Linked DNA regions of Sus scrofa: region 1 is linked to region 2. The links are chromatin contacts, called in public Hi-C maps. All regions are on one chromosome and are shown on one strand. Each heading gives the region's core, a stretch centred on a gene start, on an enhancer-like site or on the middle of the called end of the contact. The rest is flanking DNA. Distances are from core to core; before and after follow the strand shown.

What was found. Hi-C and Micro-C count contacts between places; a contact is called where the count stands out from the background.
Region 1: a contact with region 2 is called in a Hi-C map of liver, with 2.9 times the contacts expected there. The contact joins the promoter of SLC41A3 here to the promoter of ZXDC in region 2. A contact is called at or near these places in 2 of 5 promoter capture datasets (fetal liver and liver), 3 of 47 Hi-C or Micro-C datasets (all in liver) and 2 of 2 datasets of contacts at active chromatin or transcription factors (alveolar macrophages and skeletal muscle).

What each region holds. Positions count from the first base shown.
Region 1 is chr7:53,739,647-53,742,418 of Sscrofa11.1, reverse strand. SLC41A3 (solute carrier family 41 member 3) reads left to right here and starts at 1,386. Exons shown (of 11, transcript XM_021098942.1): 1 at 1,386-1,607.
Region 2 is chr7:53,638,953-53,641,769 of Sscrofa11.1, reverse strand. ZXDC (ZXD family zinc finger C) reads right to left here and starts at 1,374. Exons shown (of 10, transcript NM_001244222.1): 1 at 471-1,374. The coding sequence starts at 1,374.

The sequences.
Region 1 (2,772 bases), core at 137-2,636, 100 kb before region 2:
TTACCCCACTGAACAAGGCCAGGGATCAAAACCGCAACCTCATGGTTCCTAGTCAGATTCGTTAACCACTGTGCCACAATGGGAACTCCTGGTTTTATTTTTCTTAAAGAATGAAGTGAAATGTTTCTTGTGCCTGTAACTATACTGAAGCAAGACAATCCCCCCCCCCAAAAGTTACAGAACCCAGGGCAAGGGTACCAGTAGGGGCCCACAAGCCAATTGTTTTCATAGGAACTGCAGATAAAACAAGCTGTAAAATGGAGTCATTCGAATTTCTGGCCTTGACAACCAACTTGGGAGGCCACTGGGGAAGGAATAGGCCCTGCTCCTGGACCCATTTCCTCTCCAGAGCACTGATCTGGGCACACATCCTACAAGGTGCTTGGAGTCAGTGGGGTAGCTGGAGCATGGCCTAGAAAACAGGACTACTGGCTAAAAAGGATATGACTCCTGTGCCATGGAGATGGCAGGAGGGGCCAAAGGATAGCTGACCCTCTGAAGCCCAGGTGCCTGGGAAGGTGTGTGTGCAGTTCCAAAACCAGGTATAGGTTAAGAAGGCCACAGGCCCCCCCCAAATACAGTGTGGGTGTGTTGTGACCCTGGAGGATGTTTCCACATGCAGAGTTGCTCTGCTGAAATAGTATCCTGCAGCATTTACCAGATCTTGTTAAATACCTGGCCTCCACCTGTTTGGGTGGCTTCCACCCTACGATTCAACTTCCCTCTCACCCTGAACAGGCTTCCAGCAAACCCCGCAGTTGCGCTTCTTCCCAGACCCCCCCCAAATCTCTCATCCCTCTTGCGACCTTGGCTAGAACAGGCCAACAGGACAGTTTTGAGTCCATTGGCGAAAACTATACCGGCCGGATACTGTTACCTTGTCAGGGGTGATACTGACATTATGGGAATGTTTGAAAAAACAGACCTTATCGATTAGATAAATAGACTCAAGTATTTAAAGGTGATATTTGCCTGTTTTAAAATTACTGGAGAAAATATGTGTGCCCGTGTGGGGGTGGGATTTAGATGGAAAAACAAAGCAGGACGCAGCGTGCCAATGCGTGCGGGGCCACTTCGCCACTCGGATACCCGGATACGACTGGGAAAAGCGGGTCCTCATGCCCCTTCTCTGGGCAGATCCGGCTCCCCTGCAGCCGCCTCGGGAGACACCCACCCCCAGGGGTGGGGGGGCCTCGCCTCAGGAATCCCAAGGAATCCGGCGGCGCGGGTAAACTTCAGGACCGCCTCCCCACCTGGAGGATCCCACCCTGCACCCCGGGAGGTGGGCGGTGATCAGCGCGGCCCGTCCCTCCCCCCGCCGCCCCGCCCCGCCCCGCCCCGCCCCAAAGGCCCTGCCTCCCCCCGCCCAGCCCCTCCCCGTCCCAGAGCCCCGCTGGGAGTTCCGGCCCCGCGCTGCCCAGCGGGCAGAGGGCGGCACCAGAACTTGAGGGCCTGAGGGCGGGGACACCGGGTCTCGGGGGCGGGCGGGGCTGGTCTGGCCCGGGGGCGGGCTTTGAGGACGGGCTGTCGCCCGCCTTCGCCGTGGCCCAAGCAGCCGCGCTCCTCCGCCCGCCTAGCAGCTTCCCGCCGCCGCCTGAGGGCATCCGGTAAGCGGTGCTCTGCGCCCTGTGTGGCCGAGGCGGGTGCGCGGAGGGGGCCAGCCCGGGGGTCGGAGGGGCCGGGCAGGGGTGCGCGAAGGGGTGGCGGCTCGGGGTCGCAGGGCCTGTGGCGGGGTGCGCGGAGGGCGCCCTGGGTCGGAGGGCCCGGGGTGGGGGGGGCAGGACAGACATAGTAGAGGAGGCAGGGCTGGGGGAGCAGGGGGCTGCCCGTGGCGGGAAAGGGGGGTCGGGGCGAAGGAACAGGGTGGGGACACTGATGAGCCCAAAGCCCTCCTTCAGGTAGCGCCCCCCTACTATTTCTGCGCCACCTGGCCCGCCCCCCTCCCCCACCCCCATCCCCATCCCCACCCCCATCACTGATCAGAAACTACCCAGGTGGGTCCAGCTCTGCTTGCCTTTTATGGCTCCTCCAGGTGATTCTGCTGCTGCTGGGGTTAAAACTGCTGACCTCAAACAGTAGAGCCTCTAAGGGGTTTGTGCCAGGGGTGGGAGATGGCCACGCGTCCTGTGATGCAAGTGCTTTATTCCACTTCATCTTTGCACCCTGTGGAGGCACAGAAATTTAACTGTAACTAGGACACAGGTACAGTACAGAGAGCTGAGATTCCAACCCTGCAGGCGGCTCCAGGGGGTCCCTCTGAAGCGGGGCACCTGTGCAGCCCAAAGGCAGTGGCCTCAAAGCCAGGTAGTGGGAGCCCAGTGGAGCTATTTGTCCCAGCGTCTCCCTCCCAATCAGTGGTCAGGAGTGGTCCTGCCTCCCTGCTTTGGGGTGCCCCAGCCTCAGACCTGATGTGCTGGCCCTGGGGCCACCAGAGGCCGTCTGCAGAGATGGGTGCTGAGGTCTCGGGGCTTCTTGGTGTCATGCTGGTCAGCACTGGCTGGGCTCAGGCCACCTGCAGGGAGGAAGGGTGTGAGCACAGAGAGCATGAGGTTGTGTTTCTGTAAGTGTGTCCTGAAGGGCAGAGGGGAAGCGTGAGGCTAGACGGTAACATGAGGTCAAGGGGGCTTGTTTTTGAGGCAAGTCCAGAGCATGTTCCTTTCCCACCCCACAGAGGTTGAGGGGACCTTGCAGATGGGCATGCAGAGAGGCTGCAGTGGGCCCTGGAGTGCAGGGGGCTGGCTTTCGGGCCTCTCCCCCCTCTGGTCTGCAGGG
Region 2 (2,817 bases), core at 125-2,624:
AGAGCGGAGAAAGACCCCTCCGCGGACTGTATCCGCCTTGCTCGGCCTCAGTCTCTTCATCTGAAGATGAGGACGACTTCCAGAACCTCACAAAACTGTGAAGTCCAAAGGAAATAAAGGTTTTCGAGATACAAAAACAAGGACCATACACCCGCGACTGTCCTTCCAGCTCCTAAGGTCTCGCCTGGGGCCAGATCGCCCTGCAGCCCGGAGCGCGAGCCTGAAAGTGGGACCGAGCTTTTCTAAACGATGAGACCTGCCTGGAAACTCAAACCTCTGGAAAGACACCTTGCGACCCCGTTAACCGGAAGCACCTTAAGAGAAGCGCTGCCTGCAGCCTGGGAAGGGCGCTGAGACGATCTGGGCTACCTCGCTGTCCCAACCTCGCAGCAACGCAGGGTTCAGGTGCAACCCCAAAACCCGGCAAGAAGAAACGCCGCGTGCTTGGCCCCCGCCGCCGCGCCGCTCACCGGGATAGTCGCACTTGTAGGGCCGCTCGGGCTCGAAGTGGCTGCGCTGGTGCGAGCTGAGCTTGGCATGCGTGGGGAAGCGCTCGGCGCACACCTCGCACTTGAACAGGCTCTCCTGCTCGTGGCCCTTCATGTGCGCCTTGAGGTTGTATACGGTGGTGAACTTCTTGCCGCAGCCGCCCACCGGGCAGCCAAAGGGCCGCAGCTTGTCGTGCGACTGCAGGTGCCGCTTGAGCTTGTAGGACGTGGTGAAGGCCCAGCCGCAGCCGTCCAGCGGGCACTTGAAGGGCCGCCGGCCCTGGCCGCCGCTGTGCGTCAGCAGGTGCACCTTGAGCTGGTGCTTCTTGGCGAAGAGGAGAGCGCACTGTGGCTCCGGGCAGCGGTAGCCGGGACCGGCGGGCGCGCGGCGGGCCTCGGCCGGACAGGCGGCCTCCCGGTCCGGCGGAGAACCCCGGGGCGGTGCAGCAAGCGCGAGGACGCCGCGCTCTAAGCGCACCACCAGGTCCTGGCCGCCGGCGGCCCCGGGGCTCGCGAGAGGCGCGCCGGTAGGGGAAACAAGGGCTTCGCCGCCGAGGGCCTGCGCTGGGCGCCCGGCCGGGCTCGCGGCGACGCTGGGCTCGGGCTCGGGCTCCAGCCGCCCCGGGGCCTCGGCCGCGCCGCGCGCCACTTCCAGCAGCACCACGAAGGAGTCGCCTCCGCCGCCGCCGCCGCCGCCGCCGGGGCCCGCTGGCCGGGCCTCTCCGCACTGCTGCCCCTGCGCGTCGTCCTCGGGGCTCCGCAGCAGCAGGAGACGGCGGCGCGCAGGGCCCGGAGCTCTGCGGGTCCGACCGGGGCCGCCCCCGAGCTGGGGTCCGCGCTGGGCCGGGGCCGGAGCCGGGGGGGCGAGCACCGCCGGCACGTCCATCTTGGGCCACAGCGCGTCCAGCCACCGCCTCACCGGAAGCCCCGCCCCACCCTCACGCCCTCCGTGCGCGACGCCGTGCGCGACGCCCGCGGGTCAACGCCAAAACCCGGCGCGTTGCAGGCCCGGCCCGAGGCGCGCGTGCGCGGGGCGGTGGGCGGGGCGAGGGCGTCCACCGGGGCGCGTGACGTCAGGGCTTCTCTCCGCGGGCGGTCCGGGGTTGGTAGAATCCCGGCCGGGTCACGCCCCCCTCGCTCCCCCGCCGCTCGTGTTGAGCGCGGGGGACCTGCGGTTAGAGGTCCAACCAACTCAACCAGCCTCCCCTCGCTTCTGGTACCTGCCTGGACCCACCGCGGCCTTCTCGGCCCCCGCCCCCGCCCCCCAGTCGCTCCTCTGCAGGTCGCGCTGCTGGTCTTCCGAAACGCGTGTCCGGCCGCACCTGCTCCCCAACTCGACCCCTCTCTGCAGTCCCACCGCCCCATGCGTCCCCCACTCCCGCTGGACGAGCAGGTTCCAACTTAGAGACTGCACTTAGGCAAGTCTGTCTCCAAAATGCACTCTCGCAGCGCCCCTCTTCCTTTGACAGCTCTCAGTGGCAGTAGTTTTATCGTCCCTTTCCTGCTAATTCATCGTGACTCTAAAATGAGGACCCCGTGAGGACAGGAGCCCTGTCCTCTTATTCACAGCTGTGACCGGGGGCGAGCAGAGAGGACTTTTAGTAGATGTATTGAATTGATGAATGCTTGATTATTAAAGTACTTTAAGAATAAGGTACTTCAATAATATTAAAAAGAATAGGACACATCCTCATATATACATAAGGATTTGTGCCAAAATACAAATTGCTCCACGACCATTCAGTGAAGGGACAACCTTTTCAATAAAGGGTACTAGGACAACTGGATATCCACGTACAACAGAATGGGTTTGGCCCTCTGCCTCCTACCAAAGGCAAAAAGCAACTCAAAATGGATATAAAGGCTATAACTACAAAACTACTAGAAGAAAACATAGATGTAGATCTGTATGACCTTGGATTAGGGGACAGGTTTCTTAGATTTAAAAACCAAAAGCACAACCAATTAAAGAAACAAATTGGCCATCAAAATTAAAAACTCTTTTGGGTCAAAGAATACAAACAAGAAAGTGAAAAGATAATCCACAAAATGGAGAAAAGTTTGCAAGTGATATATCTGATGGGGATCTACTATCCAAAATATTTTTTAAAAAACTCTTGTAACTCAATCACAAAAAGACAACCCAATTTAAAAATACACAAAAGACGTTAACAGACATCTTTCCAAAGAAAAAATAAAAGTGAAATGGGAAATGCAATACAAAACCACAATGAAATACCACTGCACACCTACTAGGTTAGCTGTAATTTTTTTGGGGGGTGAGGGGGCTGTGCCCATAGCATGCAAACATTCCCAGGCCAGGGATCGA